Regions from separate parts of the Mus musculus genome. Here all the other regions are linked to region 2. A link is a contact called in public HiChIP or PLAC-seq data. All regions are on one chromosome and are shown on one strand. Each heading gives the region's core, a stretch centred on a gene start, on an enhancer-like site or on the middle of the called end of the contact. The rest is flanking DNA. Distances are from core to core; before and after follow the strand shown.

The links. HiChIP or PLAC-seq counts read pairs in DNA pulled down with a chosen protein or histone mark.
Region 1: an H3K27ac HiChIP or PLAC-seq map of the NIH/3T3 cell line shows a contact between it and region 2, with 4 times the contacts expected there. The contact joins two enhancer-like sites. A contact is called at or near these places in 3 of 115 datasets of contacts at active chromatin or transcription factors (the 230-238 cell line, the NIH/3T3 cell line and thymic regulatory T cells).
Region 3: a CTCF HiChIP or PLAC-seq map of the NIH/3T3 cell line shows a contact between it and region 2, with 5 read pairs. The contact joins two enhancer-like sites.

What each region holds. Positions count from the first base shown.
Region 1 is chr4:103,186,806-103,190,534 of GRCm38.p6, forward strand. Slc35d1 (solute carrier family 35 (UDP-glucuronic acid/UDP-N-acetylgalactosamine dual transporter), member D1) reads right to left here. Exons shown (of 12, transcript NM_001356276.1): 10 at 2,982-3,060. Among named protein-coding and RNA genes, the nearest start is that of Gm46864, 26 kb to the right of the region's middle. Within about 2 kb of position 2,401, at least 25 of the 459 cell types and tissues checked have an H3K27ac peak or open chromatin away from gene starts, as enhancers often do. A contact at or near this core is called in the NIH/3T3 cell line, where this site is marked.
Region 2 is chr4:102,509,876-102,513,371 of GRCm38.p6, forward strand. All of the region lies in intron 5 of Pde4b (phosphodiesterase 4B, cAMP specific), which reads left to right. It overlaps Gm52668 (a long non-coding RNA gene), which reads right to left. Exons shown (of 3, transcript XR_003955083.1): 2 at 3,488-3,496; 3 at 1-452. Among named protein-coding and RNA genes, the nearest start is that of Gm52668, 3.9 kb to the right of the region's middle. Within about 2 kb of position 1,951, at least 242 of the 459 cell types and tissues checked have an H3K27ac peak or open chromatin away from gene starts, as enhancers often do. A contact at or near this core is called in the NIH/3T3 cell line, where this site is marked.
Region 3 is chr4:103,344,743-103,348,623 of GRCm38.p6, forward strand. All of the region lies in intron 7 of Oma1 (OMA1 zinc metallopeptidase), which reads left to right. Among named protein-coding and RNA genes, the nearest start is that of Oma1, 33 kb to the left of the region's middle. Within about 2 kb of position 2,324, at least 52 of the 459 cell types and tissues checked have an H3K27ac peak or open chromatin away from gene starts, as enhancers often do. A contact at or near this core is called in the NIH/3T3 cell line, where this site is marked.

The DNA.
Region 1 (3,729 bases), core at 1,151-3,650, 680 kb after region 2:
ATAAAACAATAACAGAGCCGGGTGTGGTGGCGCACGCCTTTAATCCCAGCACTCGGGAGGCAGAGGCAGGCGGATTTCTGAGTTTGAGGCCAGCCTGGTCTACAAAGTGAGTTCCAGGACAGCCAGGACTCTACAGAGAAACCCTGTCTAGAAAAACCAAAAAACAAACAAACAAACAAAAAACCAAAACAATAACAAAGAAAAAGAGGCCACTTGTACAGGAAGGGATTTAGGAAAGACAGGAAAAGAGCAAAATGCTGAATTATACTTTAATTTCAAAACAATTAAAAATAAGTTTAAAAATAAAAGGCAAAAATTTTTTTTTAAAAAGATCTCTTTTCTGATTCCCAAGTACAAATATATTCTGGCTTCTTAATTATTCTCAGACTACAAAAGCAGAATACAGCTTTCTGATATGTCCCCAATCTCCTTCCTTTCACATCTATCCCCTACCTCCCCACTTCCTCCCCTTCTTGAGCTGTGACTGTCACGTTCTTAGACCCTGGACTCTCCTCCGTGAGCCTGTGAGACAAAACTGAGGTTCAAGGCCAGGCCTGGGGTGCAGCTCAGTGCTAGAGCACTTGCCTGGCATGTGCAGACTCCTGGATTTGATCTGTAGCATAAGGGTGGGTATAAAACGCATTAAACCAACCTTAAAACTGTCTCTGTAATGAAATGCCCTTTGGGAGGGGATTCAGAAATAATCAGCACTTTCTAATGTTGGTCACATAGAGCAGACTTTCTTATTGTTTGAGTGGAAAGACAAAATTAAGCATAAAGTAAACAAGGGTATCAGGTATCTTAGAAAGGAATGGGATAGGACCTCTCATTGGATGAAGCGACTGATATGCATAGTGTGCACAGGGGACAGGAGGGGACAGAGGACCCAACCCTCACTGCTCACAACCACAAATTAGGAAACAAACAAGGACACAGTAAAGTATGTTAAGCAATCTCTTCCCCACAGAAATGACCGGGAAGTACCAAAAAGCATCATATTAACTCAAAGCTAAGACTGCAACTCCCAATTTGTATGTAGCTAAGGGTCTAGGCTTTGCTTTTCAAAATGAGATTTGGTATACCCAGGGCGGGGCTAAGAATTGCTATTGTAACTAGCTCTTCTAAGGGACTTTCCTAGCATACTGAGGGAAACACGGAATCCAATCTAAGGTTTTGTGAGGCTGAGATCCTTACGTGGAAGCTTAAGACAACTTAGGAAAATGACGGCTGATCTCTGAAAGCTGTGATCAACACTATTTCATCAGAAGGTCCGCTGTGGCTCCCAAGACTGTGGCCAGCCATGGTAGGAAAATTCTCATACTTTACTTGTAAGACCACACAGCAGACAGTAGCAAAAACAACAGTGAACTAACCAATCATTTACTCCTCCCTTGAGCTTAAAATGAAACCGACAGAAGGTAGGTGTGATGGGAAGCACAGATGGCCATGTGATCACGGGGCATGGGTACCCTTGGCTGACCATGGCAAAGTGGTCCAAAAATCGAAGCAAACAGACTGAGTAGTTTCAATGAATTGTGGTCTCTTCCTGCCTGTTCTTCTCCTGGGCTGAAGATATGGTACTGAGTCTTGACCGCCTGTGTTCTTGCTATCATCCACTCTGCTCTGGAATGTGTATTTACAAAGCAGAACCCAGCTGAGAAGTAGTTTAGGGTTGGCTGCTCCAGGCCCTTCAGTACAGACTGTCTCTATACACGCTTTCTGAGAGATTTCATGCAATTGACTTGTTACATTTGTTGTTCCATTCATGTCCAACTCTGACTCCATGATGGGGAGCTACAGATTGTCAGGAGTTTTAACCCAGTGCAGTTTCCCCTCAGTTCGATGAGTCCTACGCCACTGAACAGAGAACAATTTGAACATAGCTCCAACCTTCCCTCTGTATTCCCTTCCCCTCCCTCACTCTGACAAGGGCATCAGAGTGGCAAATGCCCTGTTCTTTCAAAATGATCACAGACCTGCCTCTCCCGGTCTGGCCTCTTTCAGAAAGCTGGCTCACTTTGCTAACTGCTGAGGAATGGGAATATCTGAGGTATTCTTAAAAATGAAAAGCTAGAACGACTAAGTCTGGCCAATGAGGTCCCGGGTTTTGATTAGCTTTAGCAATACCAAGTTAACTGGGCTTTTCTGTCTGAGACAAATGATTCGCCCTTAGTAAAATGCATCAAGAGGAAAACACGCCTGGGGATGTCAGGCACAGCTTTTAGGAGCCTCAGACATAAATCCACAGGCATGTGAGGGCAACTCAGACACAAGAAACCCACCTTGATTGGTTCCTGGCAAGCCCCACCTCCCAAAGAAACTTAGGGCTTGGAGTGAAGAGATGTGTTTATCACTCTGTCACAGAAACAGCCTCCTCCCCCTTTCTTCCTCTACAGTAACTAATGTGTCTAACTTTCCCCACATTCCCCAGAGCTAAGTCACCTTCAAGTAGAGCTATGCCCTTGCTAAGTTCTTACAAACTGATTTAGAAATTACCACCACATGTCAAGCTACTACGCCAGCAAGTAGGAATAAGGCTGAGACTTAGGCTACTGACAGACTCTTTTAAAAATGTAATTACTTTATTAATATTGCTGTGCATAGATAGGGAGGGGCACATGACAATTCCTCCCACTTTCACAGGCATTCTAAGAATCAAACTCAGGCCGTCAGGCTTACAGAGCAAGTGTTTTTTACCTGCTGGGCCAGCTTGTCTCCATAGCCAAATATTAATTAAGGGTTTTTTCTTAACAGTTTTTACTTACTTATTTTGGGTGGCACTCATCTCATGGTATGTAAACGAGGTCAGAGTCAATTCTCACCTTCTAATCTGTGAGCTCTCAAGAACTCACACCATCAGACTGGGCAGGCAGCATGCTTACCAGCTAAGCTGTCTCACTGGCCCCAGATTTTTAATTTAGAGGAACAATTTTTAAATAAAGCAAATTCCAAAAAGAAACAGTATTGCTATTTCATCTCACCTTAATGCAGCCAACTATCGTTGTGGTAAGAGCAGAGTTATATTGAGTACAGAGTACTGTAGCATACATCAAGATGAACCTAGGACAGAGAAGGAAAGGCTCTGTTATGGGTGAGAGCTTGCTGTCCCACAGTCCCTCACTAAGAGACATAACCAGTGAAGGCCAGGCAGGCTCTGAGCAACTGAGAGCTTTTCGTGCCTCTCAACAGCTTCAGATTTCTGAAACCGCACTCAAGAGAAACATGCATCTCTTTTCTGACTAGGGGTTCTCTCTGCTACCAAAACCATGAACAGCTCATTCACAACGATGAGGGCTCTTTAAAGAACATCCTTCTTGCTAACTCATGCAAGGCAGACAGAATGCTCAGGGCTCCTAGGCCCCTGTCATCTGGGCACTTGCCATTGGGATAAAGTGACCATGACCAGTATGAAGGCAAGAGAGCTTCTTAATAATGGAAGAAAACAAAATGAGAATTTAAGAGGAGATGGCTGGTCTGCTCAACAGCTATTCGACACTATTTCTAGTGCCCAGATCATGGAGGCTTCTGAAGCCCTGTCTCCTGTGTGCATGTCTAGACATGAGCTGCAACCAAAGAGACCAACTCAAGAAAACACAGCTGGGAACTACAAAGACCTTCTCTCCTTTCACACAGAAGTCAAGCAGCCCCAAATTGAGATACCACCACTACCAGCCAGTAAGCAAGCAAACTAGGATAATTAAACTCAGAGCCTGCTTTCTTGTATATGAG
Region 2 (3,496 bases), core at 701-3,200:
ACAAAATGTGCTGACCTATCTCAACAGCAGCCTTAATTAAGGTTTTTCCCAAGCTCCAGGGAGGCCATGTCTTCTAGCATCACTTCAGGGCCACTCTGGAAGGAATGATGATACAACTGATGAAGAGTAGAAGAGACCTCCTTTCAGGAAGCCTGTTTCTCCACATGACTCCTCACTCATCTTCACTTAGCTTTGACTATTTCTGAGATTCAAGTAGATGTGCCAGATGCACATTTTGCTCAAGAAATAGAACAGGGGCTCAGTACATGGTCTCTGACCCTGAACAGCTCAGAAAAGTCAAGGCTTTGCTAGAACTGCCAGGCCTGGGATGTGAGCGGGACGGCTGTATATGGGCAGAGGTCTCTCTGAGGACCATGGCTCAGGCTTGAAAACTGATCCGTGGCAGATGACTGGAGAGGGAGGCCAGCACAAGCTGAACCTTTACTTCGTTTCTGCATTAAGCAAGAACAGTCAGGCAGGATTACAACACACGGGCAAACAGAAATAAGATCAACCATCTTATCAAAGACCCTGGCCACTCAGGACAAAGGAGGTCCCGAAGGAAATTACAAAAAAGAAAAGGGGAAAAATAAAAATAGCAGACATTTTCTTCAGTGTTCGGTATGATGTGTGTAACCTGGAATTCTGGGACAATCGGCTCAGTTACACCCATATATAAAGAGCCTTTATATACAAATAGAAGTCATAAAATAGAACTATACCAGAAAAGCTGGGAAATTCTCAAGATAGTGCCCCAAATGGTTTGAAAGAGCCTGTTTTGTCTAAAATAGCCATCCTATAAACATTTACCCCAGAACATGGACGCTGAACTGCCTGCAATGATTTGCAATGATTTCATATATGTCTAAATTTAAGGATGGCTAACTGCAAAATCATTAGTAAGGCAGCTAAAGTGAGAATGGTAAAAACTGTTCCCTTGAGCAAACACAGCTAAAAATAAGGTCTTGCTTATTAGTGGCCACGTTCCCTTGTTCAGAATTAATTTCTTCATTTAGCAGGAAAAGTTTTTTTTCCTCATATTAATCAGGACCTGGGGGACCAGCAGCATCTAGTCCCTTAGCATTTGCAGAAAGAGCCAAGTCCGTTCCTCACAGACTCCACATCGTGTTTTCGCGCTGCTGAGAGACACTGTCCACCCCCTCCCCCTGAAAGCTGGAATCATGCATGTTAGTAAGTATTTCAGTTATGCCATTGACGTCAATGGAGTCATTAAATAGATTGCTGGCCCTCCCAGAGGCAAATCACTGCCAGGGACCTAGATACAGACACTTTTTTTTTTTTTTTTCAAAGACAGCCATCAGGTTTTGCTATGAGAGAGAACGAAAAGTTTACACTGTAGCCGACTGTCTCCAAACAGTTTCTTTTTGCCCTTTGCATTTTGTTCCGGCCTTTCTTTCTCTTTGGTTACAGTAGACTCCAAAAGACACCCAGATATTATTGCCTAAATGTTTTGTGCACAAATGGATCTCCTGTAATTGAGACCATAGAGGAAGATACTGAACTTTGAAAAAAAGGAGTCTCTAGTTTGCTCTGTTCAGCCCATCTTGATGTTAATTCAGGGGCATACATTGTTCTAGCCAAATCACTGTTGTCTGCTACTGAAGTTGTTTGACGTTTGGATCCTTAAACAAACAGCGTCCTTCAAAGAGGCACACAGATTGCCTTTTCTGCTGCCTCTGCACGGCTCAAAGCTGTAGCCCTCATCTCTGAATCAATCTTTCTGCAGCTGTTTCGGGCTGTGGCACTGAGCCTCTGTAGCGAAGGGTGGAGGAGGAAGCCAGGAAGACAAACTGGTTCTCAGGGCTGTCTCATCTGCAGCAGTGTACCCACAGGAGGCTATCCACGTGCCTGTGTCCTCCCAAACCCCAGCTGCTGCCCGCCTCAAGCCCGATCACGTAGCAGCTTCCAGGCCTGTCGGAGAAAAGCCCTTCGGGACACAGCTGCCTCTTCCTGGGAATGCCTGCAGGCTCTGTTTACCTGAGCTGCAGCTGGAATGTCTGCCAAGGACTCGCTCCACACCTGGACTTTTCTACCACTGAGGCTCAGAGCCAGAAAGCTACCTTCATCATCTCTTCAGATCTGGCTCCCTTCATCTACCATGCAGGCTATAAAACTTACTTCTTACTACAGTCCTTGCCCCTCCAGTCCATGGATGGTTCCCTTCCTTTATTTATCACTGGGGTGTATAGAAATGCTAGACACTTGAAACTTTTGGTAACCCTTCTTGAGTTACGTGGAGACCCAGGTTCCATGTCCTCCCTGCTCTGTTCCCTTGTTCTGCAGTTCCTGGCTTGGGAGAACCAAAACTGCACCGTCTTCATCCATTTCTCTCTCATTGCCAGGACAGCCAGCTCCTTTAACCACTTCTTTCTAGTCTTTTCTTCTCTCCCGGCATAAAGGACTTTGTTTTCCTGTACCCAAAACATTATGGTCATCTTCCAACGTGGTTTGTTGTCCACAGTGTTTGCACGTTCTGACCCAACCTTCTTTCTGATCTAGCATGCTTCTTCTAAGCCCCATTATTGATTGTTTTGTTATTGTCTTGTTTTGATTTTGGGTGGTGTGTGTGAGTGTGCATGTGTGGGAGTGTATGTGCATTCGTGCGTGCATGCATGCATGCGTGCGTGCATGCATGTGTGCGTGAGTGCATGTGTCCTTGTCTCCCTTATTGCCTTACCCCTACATTGCTCAATTCATGGTTGTGTGAGATAAATATGCCAGCCTCCTGCCTCCTATCTTTCCACACTGACTCTTTTCCCAGGGCTGTATATGTTTTTTTTGCTTCTTCAATTCTTGAGTGACGATTAAAATAAACATGTATTTTCAATAAAAGGCCTGGTATATAGTATATATTTAGAAAATACCACATGATTTATCCATTTCCATCTGGAATGTACATTTTTATCATTTGAGACTACTTATCTGACATCTTCAGATTATGTCCCTATAATGTCCTATTCAATTATTATCTCAGAAACTTTTAATCAGTGTCTCAAAATCTCAAAAATAGTACTTGAAATATCTTGTTTTCTTCCCTAACCGAAGCATGAGTATCTCAAATGCATAGACAAATCCTCTAGTTTTGGGCTTCCAACTAAGAATGTAAAACCTAACTGATGCCCAGTAAACACTAATGGAATGAGCAAATAGCAGTGAATGATTGCCCAAGCTTGAGTCCGAAACATCGGAGGAGCTCGGCTGCTTCCTTTGCTTTGTTCAGGCTTGCCTACATCTCTGCTGACTCTCAGAACATGCGCACAGTGCTGAAATCCCTGGCTAACCTTGATGGCATGTGACGCTCAAAGCACGTGAAGTGAAGCCTGTGCTATCATTTCAGCATGAAGTAACAAAGTTATAAGAAATAGAAAGAAGCAAAATGACTAAATACATGCAGCTTATCATAATAAACGATAACATTCTCTCAGTACCCACCACAGGGCTACAGAATGGGTACTTAATAACTTACCAAGATGGA
Region 3 (3,881 bases), core at 1,074-3,573, 840 kb after region 2:
CACAGGCAGGTTCATCCCATGAAAGAATGCAGCAGAATGATAGTACTTGTATCCACGTTTGAATGACAGCCCAGGAAAGGGACCGAGAAAGACTCATTTAAAACACAGCTCTTTGAGATAACTAAGGATTATCCTAGTGTGGTGCTGGGGGTGGTCTCAGGGAAGATTTGGTACAGAAAATAGTTTGCTTAAAGGTGAGGAAAACAGGGCCTGTCCTGGAATTAATATCTCTCTGTGGCTGAAATATAGACAGTTCAGGAGTGTCCATGGAAAGATGGGACGGAAAAGGTAGGCAGAGACTTTGTTAGTGGTCTTAAAGACTAAGCCTTGACTGAGCTCACAGATGGAGACGCAGGGTGTCACAGAGATCTTGGAACTCTGATTTCTTACATGCGACCACAGACCACAGGCAGGCAGGTTACTTACCCTCTCTGTGTCCTGTCTGAAAAGAGGATGATGATGCTCCTGCTTGCAGTGTTCCCTTTGGTGTCGTGGGCTTGATTCCTGTTTGCGATGGGTACCCCGTACCCTGCATCTTTTGGATGTTTACTGATCAGATGCTTGTGTGTATGTGTGGATTCAGGTGTCTCATGCTGTGAGACAAGAAACTCTCTAGCGTTGAGCTAACTCCCCAACCCTGGCCTGCAGTTCCCATCAGAGTGCCAAATTATGCTAAGATTTGTCTATAGTTATGATTTGTAGCTTAGCTTCCTTTGTTACCCACCTGTGAGAGAGCAAATGTGCTGACCCAGGGACAGACACCCACACCTTACATAGTCGGCCTGACTGCTCTAAGTTGTCATTACAATTCTGCATGGAACTTGTGAGTGTGGTTAAGGGGACCTTTCTGTGAGGTAGATCTGTTGCTCACAGATCTGAGGCCAAGGAGCAAACAGAATATAGAAAATTCCATAAGTAACATGTAAGCATTTCTTCAAACAGGCTCTGTCTCCTTAAGATACTTTGTGCCTCGGCTCTGCTGTTGCTGTGAAGATGTCAGTTTTATATGCTTACGTTTTTATTTGGGAGAGCTGTGAGTTATCATTATGAAAATGATCAGAATGCTTAATTTAGAATTAGTGATTAACTTGTAAGTCTACTGTGGACTGAGCATAGAATAAACAGTTCAAATCAGCTGGGCAAAGGATATTTGACTGTTTGATTTTTTTGATATGTATATTCATTTGTCATTGTGAGGAAATTTTGACACTTGGCAGTCATTTGTAGAAATGACTGTATTTTTTAATTTCACAAGCAACCAAACCATCTATATTCATTTCTGAGTATCCGTACTGAAATCTAAAAAGAGAAAGCTAATTTTCTTTTAATGCTTCTAAATTGGGGGCAGGCTCCTTGGAGGGCATTATGTGTGATTGCTTTTGATTATTACGGAGACTGGGGAGGCGTGGATGTGTTATTTGTTTAGTGGGTGGGAGGTAAGGATGATAAATACACAAGAGTGGTTTGAGAGCCCTCCCTGGGAGAGATTGTCCAGCCCCAGAATTGCTAAGGATCCTTCTGGAAGCATTACTGTTTTCTGCTAGTGACCTGAGATAACTGTGCTCATAGCACCATCTAGTGAGTAAAGTGGGTAATAGCAGAATCCCCTTTATCACAGAAATAAGAACCCAAAAGTTTAAGACTCCTGTATGCTCACAGTCAGCTATTGGATGGATCACAGGGCCCCCAATGGAAGAGCTAGAGAAAATACCCAAGGAGCTAAAGGGATCTGCAACCCTATAGGTAGAACAACAATATGAACTAACCAGTACCCCAGAGCTCGTGTTTCTAGCTGCATATGTAGCAGAAGATGGCCTAGTCGGCTATCATTGGGAAGAGAGGCCCCTTGGTCTTACAAACTTTATATGCCTAAGTACAGGGGAACGCCAGGGCCAAAAAGTGGGAGTGGGTGGGTAGGGGAGTGGGGGGGAGGGCATGGGGGACTTTTGGTATAACATTGGAAATGAAAATGAGGAAAATACCTAATAAAATATTTTTAAAAAAGGAAAAAAAATCCAATTGAGTTCCTCTACTCACATTCACAGATGAGGAAGGTGACAAAAAACCAAAAACAAAACAAACAAACAAACAAACAAACAAAAACAGTAGGTTATAGAACCATAAGTGTTGGGCCCAGGGAGGAAAACTGGAGCTAACTTAACTCAACTTCTCCTTTTACAGGCAGGGAAACTAGAGTCCAAAGTGGTGATGTGATTTACCTAATAGCATACTTCGTTAGTAGCAAGACTCCTGACCCTTGTCTTCCAGGTTAGTGCTGAGTCTTCATCACAGCGAACGCCTTTTTGTTGTACTTGGATGAGTGCCTAGGTTCTTAGATTACTCATTTAAGAATGAATCAACAGCAAACAAAGAAAAGTCTTGTTCCAGAGACATGTTATATAGTAACTTCCACAACACACACGCTGTGCCCAAGTTTTGTTTTGAATCTATTCTCCCCAGAAAATGAGGATTAACTTGATTATTCGTTGTTGGATTTGCATTGAGCACTGAGTCTTATGACTCAATAAGACTACAAGAGACAGAAAAGAAGTGTGTGTAAAATTCATCCAGAACTTTACCATCGGTACTGACCGGTGAACCGGCACAGTGGCAGGCAGACGATACAGAAGATGTAGGCAAGGACTTGCAGTTACCGAACCATGAAATAACAACCCATTTCTCCTCTGTGCTGGCACACACTAGGTGTTACTGATAAGTAACAATTTCTATTGACAAATCCTGAGAATGACTCAGCTACAAGTAAGTTTTTATATCACGTTTGATCAGAGAAGAGCAGTTTTAAATTATTGACTGGAAAAACTTGTAAAGGACAAGTGACTTACAGAAGAAGAGTGACTGTAGACAGGAGATACACTGGGACAGGCTGAGGCTGTGTGTGCAGATGAAGGGAGCTTGCTTCCGGGAGATGCTGAGGACAGTGCAGGCATGCCTTCAGGACGGGGACACCTGAGCCCATGCACGGAGAAGGACTGCTCAGGTGACGCTGGCCATGCTGTTTACAGTTAGTCTCAGTAATGTTTATGTGTGGGTCCTGTCCTAAGTGGGTTACATGTAGTAATTCTTGTACTTTTCATTTCAGCCTTGAGGGACAGGCACTGTTACATTCTTGGTTTTACAAATGAAACTCGACAAAAGAGAAGTTAAATGACATGGGCATCTCTCACTGATGGTGGGTTTCTCCCTGCTCCGAGAGGAGGTGCATTCCTGTGGGATGCGGACCTTCTTTCTTCCAAGCTGCTGGAAGCATCACCTCTAAAAGATGCCTGTTCTTATACATGTTTTGTTCCCTTTAAATATCATACCATTCTTAGCGTATTTTCCCAGCTCTTGGCCATTCTGTAACAGTCCTTTGTAGTACTGTCAGGTTATTGACCTGCCTCTGACACGTCTGTGTGGGATACAGAGAGGATGCTAGAACATCTGGTTCAGATGCACAATGCTACTGGCCTTCAAAAAAGACTCCATGCTAATCTCAGGCTTTTCCTTTTGAAGGGGTGATGGCTAAGAGTTCAGAGCCCCTTTCAGTTTGTACTTGGTAGTGACCATTTTGGTCATAGGTGAGATAGATGTAGTCTCAGCTTGGTCTTTCTCTGGTGTGTTGGTGTTGGGAAATGTACAGGTTTTAAGGATGGTTATTATAGTACTGTATGCCTTATGGATATCATACCCTGTTGAGTTTATAATCAAATAAAAGAGATTCATTATCAATTAATGTCTTTTACTGCATATTCATGCATATTGTTATTATACTCTGGATTTAACTATATCCTTTGTTATTTATGAATTTATAACACTATCTCTTATGACTAGACATAGCATCTTATAATTATCATAGGCACCTGGCTACTCTGGGAAAGAAG